2 separate regions of the Mus musculus genome follow, and region 2 is linked to region 1. Evidence: chromatin contacts called from public Hi-C data. All regions are on one chromosome and are shown on one strand. Each heading gives the region's core, a stretch centred on a gene start, on an enhancer-like site or on the middle of the called end of the contact. The rest is flanking DNA. Distances are from core to core; before and after follow the strand shown.

Region 1 (5,174 bases), core at 414-2,913:
TCACAGTCCCACTGTGTGCATCCCCATGATGGGCTCATGACACTATAGACAAAGCAAATGGACTCAGTTTTGATTGCCCAGTCTTTTCACTGATGCTTTTTGTTCCTGAACCTACACCCAGCCCTGTCTGCCATACTACAATTATCTTGCCTTCTCAGTGTTCAGTTGGTGACAGGTTCCACATTGTACTCTTGTCTCTAGAGACCTTGACACACAGGAGGAACAAAGGTCAGGTGTTTTGTAAGCTGTAATTTAGTTTGGGCTTATTTGATAGTCTTCCCATTAAATGGAGACCATAGATTATTTGGGCGTGAGTCACAATAGAGACACAGCCCCAGCCCCTTACAGGACATATGGCATTGGCATAGCTTATGGTGGTGATGTTAACTTTTGTTAACTTGAATAGATGGTGTTTGGTGGGTTTAAACCATTTAATGTTACCATTTCCCCATTTCTTTAATTTTTTAAATTAGATTTTAATTTTAGTGTGTATGCTTATGTGTGTGAGGGTGTGTGTCTATGTGTGTCTATGTGTGTGTATGACGCACTCACATTCCAGGATGCATGTACACTTGCCACAGCATGGTTGGAGGGTCAAGGACAGCTCAGGGTAGTGAGTTCCCTCCTTCACCATGTGAGTCCCAGGGATTGATCTCGCATCAGCCGGCCTAGCAGCAAGCACTGTCACCTTGAACAATCTCAGCTGCCTCAGTCTCCCTTTTCCTGTTATATCTGCAGTTTAGATGCTCTAGGTTCAGCTCAAGTTCAAGGAGAGCTGGTGACCTGGGGCTGATTGACCTTCCTAGATGAAAGAGTGGATGAGAATTTGTGAGCACATGCCGGCAGAGCTGCCCCCTGCCATTGGTGGGTGTCTTGTGAGCGATGCTCAAACTGTACAGAGACCACAAGCCTGGAGAGGTGATTTTCTAAATGATTTAGTTAAGTTTTAGGCCTGGCAAACCAAGCTGTCTCCTTTGTCCCTGCGTCTGTCACTGGGATAGCAAATTTATTAATAAAATGCTTTAGGAAGATCCTATTTCTCCGTGGATATCTGCTACCGTGTTGGATTTCTGCTGGCAGGTGCATTTTAATTCGGGAGAACCTGGTGGCTGGGTCTCAGGGGAGCAGCGCGTGGCAGCGCGTGGCAGCGCGTGGGCGCACAAAGGAAGTCTCAAGGGGCCTGCTGTCGAGAGATAGCAGTGAAGACTCCAGCTTCGCACAAGTGACTCACCCATTTGCTTGCAAACGTTAACGCAGCACCTACGGGCAGTGCTAACATCACGTCAACAGTGGACTATTTTTAGGCACCACTTTTTCTTACCTTGAAGACTATCTTTGAAATCTCAATTGTGTGAACGAAAAAAAAAAAAACACACTGTGTTTTAAGTATCTCTAGCCGTAAGTGATTCTGTGGCTAATCCAGTGAGAAAGGATTCTTGGGCCGTGATGTGGCTCTAAAACTCTCAATTGGATGCTTTGTGAATTATCAGTAGAATATTGCTTAGCCATTGTTCTTGGCATTATCATCAACCCTGTTGACAATCAATGATTGCTGTGTGTTTTAGCAGAATAGTAAGAAGAGAGGGAATACATAATGGCTTTGTAAATATTAGTCTGGCTGCTTTTAATCATCGTCTCAACGCCAGTCACACAGGCGAACACTGGCGGTATACCGCCACCTGGTGGTAGCTTGCCTGACTGGCTACCTGCTCCTGGCACAAAGCAGGCAGCTGTGACAAGGGGTCTTGAGATGATTGTTCCAGCAAGAGATAACATGTCAAAATCTGGACTGCTCTCTCCTAGGATGATTTCCTGTTCAGCGTCTCCATTCTAAGCGGGATCCTTTGCAGCGTACTGGCTGTGCTGAAGTTTATGCTGGGGAAGGTCCTGACAAGCAGGGCTCTCATCACAGACGGTGAGTGGTGCGGGCATACACTGTCTGATGGCTGAGCTCGGAGACAAGAAAGGTCCTGCCTGGATGCTGTTAGATGCTGAGGTCTTGCAGATGAATTCAATGATGAGGGGACCCATTCACCCCATCCCTATTCCCCAAACTGCCTACTTCATGAAACTTGGAGCTAGTGTCTACCACCCTGAGTCAAATGACATAAAATAGAGCAGAAATGGCTAGGTTCCTTTTGGTTTCCTAAGACAGGGTCATGTAGCTCAGGCTGACCCTACACTTTCTTTCCTCCTGTTTTACACTCATGTGTGTTGGGATTACAGGAGTGTGCCACCATACCTGGTCTTTTATTTTATGAAGGAAAGAGATGGAGCTATAGTTTAAAGAGTTTATAGAGTGCTTGCCCGGCATGTACAAGGCTTGGGGGTTGAGCCTCAGTAGGGCATCATCTGGGTGTAGTGGTGCACACCTGTCTATCGTCGCAGCATTAGAGAGGTGGAGGCAGGGGGACCATAAATTCAAGGTTATCCTTGGCTTCTTAGTAAGTTCCAGGCCTGCATAGGCTACATGAGATCCTGCCTCAAAAACCAAACCAAACATCAGTCAAATGGATTGGAGGTTGAGACATCTTTCTCTTGGGGACATAGCTGTGGCCCAGGTTCTTAAATCAAATGAGCACAGAGCCTGGTGGGGCCTTGGTGTCTCTAAGCTACAGGTTCTGTGCCTCCCTCATCCTGTTTTCACCCCCGGGGTGCCTGGAGGAGTCACAGGGTAGTCAAAACCACCTTCTGCTGTCCCCACCTCTGCTGTGAGAAAGCCTGAAGCCTGCCTGTGGTGTCCCCCAGACCCGCCCATGATCATGAAGACTGTGGCTATGGTAAAATATCCAGACAAAAGCCAACTTAGGGGAGAAAGGTTATTTGGGCTTAGACTTCCAGCATCGTCTCAGGGAAGTCAAGGCAGGAATTTGTAGCAGCTTATCACAATACAAGCATAGTCAAGGGCAGAGAGAATGAACGCATGCTTGCTCATTAGATGCCGGCTAGCTTTCTCTACTCTCTGCAGCTGAGTGTCCGAATCCAAGGAGCGGGGCCACTCCCTTTTAGGCATTCTTCCTGCAAGAATCAAGTCAATAGGCACGATTCTCCACAAACCCACAGGGCAACCTGATCTAGACCATCCCTCATTGAGACTTCCTTGTCCAATGGTGCTAGACGGTGTCAATTTGACGAGGACTGTCACAGAGCATGACCTCATCTCCCTGGACGGAGGTGCTTGGTGCCAGTGGGAGTGCTTTCCCCTTAGCCTCAGAGATATTCGATACTCAGATCTGCGTCTGGGCTTCACTGCACTTCTCACCCCTCCCCCACCACTGTGATGAGTGTGTTGCATATGTCCTTTCCCTGATAATGGGGTGTCTGGTGAGATACCTAGAAAATTCCAGCCTCGTGGCTAAGAATGGAGAGAGAAGCCTTAAGCTCTTGCTAATGATACTGAGAGTCTTGCTTCTCTGTACTGGTGAGAGGCTTTAGTCCAGTTTAGTCATGACTCCACAGGGGGGGTCACATATCAGCTATCTTGCATATAAAATACTTACATTATGGTACATAACAGTAATAAAATGACAGTTATGAAGTAGCAGCAGAAATAATTTTATGGTTGGGTGTGTGTGTGTGGGGGGGGGTCACCACAACATGAGGAACTGTGTCAAAGGGTTGCAGGATTAGGAAGGGTGAAAAGCACAGCTTTATCCAGATGCCTGGGGGAGGGGCTCTCTTCTCACCCCATCCAAATCTTCTCTCCATTTGTCTTGCTTCTTTTTGATGCATGCCCTGAAGCTGTTCCTCTGCTGAGGCAGAGCCAAGAACCTTTGCTCCCCAAAGAGAGAGGAAGCAATGTCCCCATAGAGACCTCTTAGACTATAAGCTCAACATTCCCTTACCTGTTCCCATGGGGTTGATGCATCCTGGACTGGTTTGGCTACTCAGGTCCTGTGTGTGTGTGTGTGTGTGTGTGTAGAGTTGGTGTCTTTACATCCAAGAAGCAGGTCTTCAGGGAAGAGGGATAGCAACTGGTGGATGGTGGTGTCACGGAGGGTTGACAAGCATCTTCATGATGCTTAATTGGTCTTGGTCCAGTTGGCTTATTTCTCTAGATATTCAGCAAATATACAAGCGTGCCCTCAGGATGGGGCCAGGAATGTAGCTCTGTTGGTAGAGCACTTGCCTAAATGAGTGAAGATCTGGGTACCTAGAATATCAGGCATGGGGGGGGTGTTGTACACCTAGAATCCCAGCGCTTTGGAAGAGTGCAGAAGGATGAGTTCAAGGTCATCCTGGGTGAGTGTGAGGACAGCCTGGGCGACAAGGGTAAAGTCCTGAGCAACAAGTGACTAGAAAAAGTAAGTCAAAAGTATGTGAGAGGTGTCCCTGGTGAAATTTCAAATAAAGGCTGACAGATTGGAGGAACCAGGGAACCCTCTGATGGGGCTCTCATTTGCACCCAACACCTCTGTGAAAAGCCTTCTCAGAATGTTCTACATGCATTTAATGGCACGAATCACACAGATTTCAATATAGACCTTACAGTCAAGCCAGTGGTATCTCCAGTTCACACAGATTCAGCCATTCTGTGCTGTCAAAGCAACTGCGGGATTTACTTCTCAGAGCAGCCCTAGGTTAGAAGGGAGGGCACAGCCTGCATCTGTAAGTGACTGCTAGAGACTAGTGTGTGTGTAATGGGGCTCCAGCCCCTTCAGGACCCGAGTTTCATCTCCCGAAGTCAACTGGAAGAAACCCTTGGCATAGTAGTGTTGTATCCCCGTGATTCCAGTCCTGGCAGAGGTCGCTGGCTTCAGGCCACCCAGCTTCAGGTTCAGTGGCTGGACTTGAAAAAACAAGGTAGACTGTGATATACCAATGGCAGGTGAGGGTGGCCTTTATTCTGTCTCTGCCTGATTGACTCTGCCTTTTTCTTTCTCTGTCTTTCTGTTTCTCCACCTCTCTATGTCTTTCTGTGTCTGTCTGATGTGCATGTGGGGACACACACACACACACACACACACACACACACACACACACACACAGGCACTACACTGAAGGAAGTGGGAGGGGAGATTGGAATTAGTCCCTGGTCCCTGCTTTCGTGAAAGAGAAGCCCATCAGGAGCCAGGCAAAGGCAAGGGAAGCCAAGGTCACCTCCGGAAGGGTTAGGCTAAGGAGGTGAGTTGGCCAGCAGAACAGGGCTGTCCGTGGTGCTGACCGACTGAGGG
Region 2 (5,174 bases), core at 959-3,458, 77 kb before region 1:
GGCAGGCTCTGTTCTGGGTGACTATGAGTGCTGACATTCAGTTTCTCTCACCACAGTGAGGTGGGGAATTTCAGATAGTCTGGGAAGAGTCAGGCATGGGAAGGCTTTGCAAGGAGGCACTTAAGGAGAAGGTGTGAAAACTCTGCAGGCTTGACTCCTCAGTAATTAGAAAAATTGTAATTGGTTTTCAAGAAGAGAGCTACTTGAGCTCTTGGGTCTCTGTTCTTGCTCCAAATAGCTGCTTTTGCAGGCAATGGCTCAGTTTTAATAGTTAAGAAAAGAAAAGAAGGGGGGGGAGGGAAGGGAAGGGAAGGGAAGGGAAGGGAAGGGAAGGGAAGGGAAGGGAAGGGAAGGGAAGGGAAGGGAAGGGAAGGGAAGGGAAGGGAAGGGAAGGGAAGGGAAGGGAAGGGAAGGGAAGGGAAGGGAAGGGAAGAAGCCAGGTAAGGTCAGGGTCAGCCTGAGGTGGGATAGACTCCAGCTACTCTCGACCTTCCTGCCTGGCTCCGCTCTCACTGTACCACTGCTTATTATTGGCAATGTTTCCGGCTTCACTTCAGGATCTCACAATTGGATAACTTGGCGGCATCTCAGAGGTTTCTTAATACCTCCTGGGGAATGTTGCTCTAGTCAAGGCTGGTTCAATCTGGAAATACCATCCTCACCTTGCCCCCATTTTGACCGACACATATGTTGGTCTTTGGTCTAATTAAGCACTGATTAATTATTTATTCCTCCTCCCACCTCTCCTCTGCCTCCCTCTTTCTCCTTCCCCACCCCGCTATGAGACAAGACCTCAGATAGGGGAGGTTGGCCTTGGTACCCATCAGAGGATGACCTTGACTTTCCAGCCTCCACATCAGGTTTATACCACCACATCTGGTTTAGGAGGTGCTGTGGATGGGAACTAGGGCTTTCTGTGTTTTACCTAAGCACTCTACTGACAGAACTACATCCTTAGCCTCTACCACATTAACTTTTTGTTGTCTTACCAACACACATTGCACAATACACAAATGAATGGATTCTATCACACATATACAATGGCATATTCTGGTGGCAAACACCTGTCAAGGATTTTATTTTATGCTTCTCTGGCTAAGAGACTCTCCGTAGTGCCCCTGGGACGATCTTCTATCAACCTGCTTAACAGGGCTTGGCAGTTGAGTTTTTGCTCTTAAACAGTTTTGTAACCCTACTCATTAAAACCCAGTGTATGGTGTTGTGTCTCTTAAATTGATGGCTGTGACTCGTGGGGCTGAGATGACCTAATTAATCTTCAACCTCTAATGAATTCAAACTCTCTTCACCTTTGTTTCCCTTGCTACCAAAGTCACTGAGGTGAGAGACAGCATGCATTTGAAGTGCCCCCAAAACACATCCTCTCAGTGTAAGAGAACTCCTCTTGCCGTGTTACCGCACAGGTATAAATTACTTCTGCTTTGTCAGTTTAGGGTCACTGGCCTGGAACTCTCTAAGTAGGCTAGGGTGGCTGGCCAGCAGGCACCAGGGATCCTCCTGCCTCTACCTTCCCAGCCCTGGGATCATGATGCCCACCACGTTCACTGCTTTAAAGTGGGTTCTGGGATGCAAACTCAAATCCTCTCCCCTACGAGATGGGTACATTACTGACTGAGGCCTTGGGCTGAGATCCATTTACATATCAGATCTGGCCCAGTGCCCTGCTTTGATCATTGGTCTTTGGTGAAATAATTCTCATTTGTTTCTTGCTTTTTTTTTTTTTTTTTTTTTTTTTTTTTTGCCTAGATCTCTCAGCTTAGCATCAAATGGGCTCTTTCTGGCTGTATAAAAGAGGAAAACACTCCATTAGTGCAAGGGCTGTGTTGTCGATCGAGAAAAACTCAGGCTGTAAACCAATGATTTCAAAGACAACAGAGATTTTATATACATTCCTTTGGCTTTTGAGTTAGTATCTTCAACAAGGTCAGGCCTGTAATACCAGAACCTAGTAGATGGAGGTAGAAGGATCAGGAGTTCAAGTTGTTCTCTGCCACGTAGTGAGTTCAAGACCTGTCTGGGCTACAAGAGACCCTGTCTCAAAAACAAGCAAATAAAAAAACACTGGGTGCGCCAGCCGTGGACTTTTGCATCTCTACAGTAGAGGAGGTTTGGATGTGGAGTATAGGTTGGGTTGTCAGTGTACAGAGCAATCTCCACCCTCCCTCTCTATGAGCATGGGGGCGGTGCCACTTGGCTGAGCTGTACAGAAACTGTTTTATGTGTATGTACATGCATGGCTGCACACCCACCCACGCACCATCATTTATCCAATTAGGCCATGGCATCTTACATGGGTCTAAGCCGTGGGTCAGGTCCCTGTGACAGGCTGGGAAGAGAGTCATCAGAGCTGAGTGCCAGCACTACTTGAGATGTGCCTGGTGTTTTCCGTATTAATGGCGCCTCGGTGCCTTGGGGAGGTGTTGTCTGTTGCCTTTTGCAATTCTCTATCAAATCAATCTCTTCCAAATGGCTGCACACCATGTTTGACGCACAAAACTCAACAGCGGATGCGATGGCGAGGCTTTATCGTTGACACTGACAGCGAGCTGGGGCTGAGGGGTAAGGGTGATGATACGAGTTCCTGTTCTGGATCTAGAGGCTTGATGGCAGTGCCGCGAGGTTCCAAGCATAAGCAAAATAGTCCTTTTCTCCCTGAATGGGAGACCTAGTGACAGTAATTCTTTCTGCTTTTGTTTTGTTCGGATTGAAATAGGACCCCTTGTCGCAGTGTAGGCCTATCATAGTCCAGGCTGACTCCAGCAAACTTCCGGTTGTAAAGTTCAGAGACCAGGGGTTGGGGATTTAGCTCGGTGGCAGAGTGCTTGCTTGTTCAGCAAGTGCAAAGCCCTGGGTTGGGTCCTCAGCTCCAGGCTGGGGATCAGGGGTGTGAGGAAAGAGACAAAATAACAACAACAACAAAAGAACCAAGAAAAGAAAAGACAAGAAAACAAAGGAAGGAAGGAACAGAGAAAGAGAGAGAGCGCGAGGGAGAGGGGGGGGGGGAGAGTGAGAGAGCGAGAGCGAGGGAGAGAGAGAGAGAGAGAGAGAGAGAGAGAGTTCAGACAGTTACTCAGACCACACTGCCTGCAGTCACCCTGCTGCTGAGAGGTTACCACACCCTCTCTCATCCAGGTGCCAGGCGCCAGGATTCCTCCCCATGGCTAGCAAGCTCACCCATGGCCACTGTCCTGCTCCACACCCGTCCCCTTCCCCAGGCCTATGGGAAATCAGTCTGGGGACAGGCTTGTGCTGTGAACAACCTCCTCCTTCAGAGAGCTCGAAGAGATCCCCTGCCCCCTTCTGCAACATGGGCCCAGATTCTTCTGGTCAGTGCTCCTGCCATGGGGTCAGTCTTTGGTGCTGGGGCCTGGACTTTCCTCAGAGCCCCAGCTATGCTATTGTCTATCTGTTGGTTCACAGCCTTAACAGCTTTTTAAATAAACTCCACACCCTCGGCAGCCCATCTTAGTGTCCTTATTTAACAGTACCCCCATTCAAAACCCTCACCAGCCCTCCTTCTTCCTGAGTTCTGGGTCTATGGCACATGAGCGCTGGGGTTGCAGTCACATACACTATAGGGCACACTCTTCTCATACAGAGCTAGGGATGGAGCCCGGGGCTGCAGTCCAGCCCTGCCCTTTCTGTTTAGACTTGAAAATACTTTCAGATGCATTAGCTATTGAGAAAGGTATGACCCCTGCTGGACTCAAAACCCTTAGTCTTGTCAGCCTGGAGCCCCAGGAGGGGCCCGGCCATTATCTCTCTCTCCTGCTGGCTCCTTTTTGTGTGGGAGACTTTTGTCTCCTAAAATGAAAAACTTGGCCTCAGAGAGAGGCATTCTGCTGGTGGGTAAGGAGTCCTGCCGGGCCATTTGCAAAAGGTTCAGATTCTTACTGCCACTTCTTAGTGACTCTTTTTATGTTGGAGCTTATTTTGCAAGCTAAAATTAGGCCCATGTAATTCCCGGCCCAGCTTCCTTCCAGAGGTAGCTACAACGGGCTAGCTGGTGTGGCTTCTTTCCTAGTTTAGGGGTTAATGAGAAATACCGCAGCAAAGGCTTTCATGGTGATTATAGTCACTTTGTAGAATTTCCTGGGCAGGTCACAGTCTGTGACTTCATCTTCTTAGAATCTCGGTCAGTTTTCAAAATCCTCATAGCCTCTCTAGTCTGCCTTTGTACTCCCTGGGCCCCACCCACTACCTGACTAGTAATATCCCTTTTCTTTTTCTCATTTTAAAATGTGTGTGTGCTCGTGTGTGTGTGTGTGTGTGTGTGTGTGTGTGTGTGTGTGTGTGTGTATTTGTGTTACACAAGTACCATGTCATATGGAGGTCAGAGAATAACATTGGATACAATACATACATGCTAAGTGTTCTTGTGGCTGGATGATTTTTAGAGCTTCTAACTTCTCTCCACTCTCTAGTCCACACCCATTTGTGAGAGTGTCTTTCTCTTACTTAATCAATAGTCTAGCCTTACCATGTTCTATATGTCCCTGTTCCAATTCTTTGCTCCAGGACACATGCACCTGGAAATCTCAGCAGATGTTCTCGGAACTCAGATCCATACCTGTAACTGTCCTCATCTTCTCTCACTGGAGAAAAATCCCACACTCCAGTCTTACTTCTGTGTGGATGAATCCCAGAATCCCCATGGCCTGGTGATGTTCCTGGATCAAGTCCTTCAGAAAGACCTGTCTTGTTCAAGTGTACCTCATTACTTTTTGGTGGTTGTGGGGGTAAGGCTCATGTATCCTGGACTGAACTCAAACTCAATATGTAGTCAAGTATAACCTTGAATTGCTGATTCTCCCATCTCTCCTTCCTGAGTGCTGGAATGAAAGTTGTTCACCATTATAGCCAGTTTATGCAGTGATTGGGATTGAACCTAGGGCTTTATGCATGGTAGGCACAAATCTCTGGAATACATCATCAGCTCTGAATTTCATTTTGACTTTTAGTTCTCATCTGTTCATCCATCTATCCACCCATCCATTCATCCATCCATCCATTCATCCATCCATCCATCCATCTACCCATCCATCCATCTATCCATCCCTATATCCATCCATCCATCCCTACATCCACCCACCCATTCATCCTATTGTTATACTCATCAAGGAAGACAGTGCAGGTCTCTGAGCACTACATAGATC

What was found. A called contact is a pair of places that touch in the nucleus more often than the background predicts.
Region 2: a Hi-C map of centroblasts shows a contact between it and region 1, with 2.2 times the contacts expected there. The contact joins two enhancer-like sites. A contact is called at or near these places in 12 of 484 Hi-C or Micro-C datasets (B cells, CD4 T cells, the CH12 cell line and 7 more), 5 of 115 datasets of contacts at active chromatin or transcription factors (effector CD8 T cells, embryonic stem cells, extraembryonic endoderm stem cells and 1 more) and 2 of 9 other capture datasets (adipose tissue and pancreatic islet).

Annotation. Positions count from the first base shown.
Region 1 is chr1:127,496,925-127,502,098 of GRCm38.p6, reverse strand. It overlaps Tmem163 (transmembrane protein 163), which reads left to right. Exons shown (of 8, transcript NM_028135.2): 6 at 1,804-1,915. Among named protein-coding and RNA genes, the nearest start is that of Gm41947, 20 kb to the right of the region's middle. Within about 2 kb of position 1,663, at least 20 of the 459 cell types and tissues checked have an H3K27ac peak or open chromatin away from gene starts, as enhancers often do. A contact at or near this core is called in B cells, centroblasts and centrocytes, where this site is marked.
Region 2 is chr1:127,574,420-127,579,593 of GRCm38.p6, reverse strand. All of the region lies in intron 2 of Tmem163 (transmembrane protein 163), which reads left to right. Among named protein-coding and RNA genes, the nearest start is that of Gm41947, 98 kb to the right of the region's middle. Within about 2 kb of position 2,208, at least 28 of the 459 cell types and tissues checked have an H3K27ac peak or open chromatin away from gene starts, as enhancers often do. A contact at or near this core is called in B cells, centroblasts and centrocytes, where this site is marked.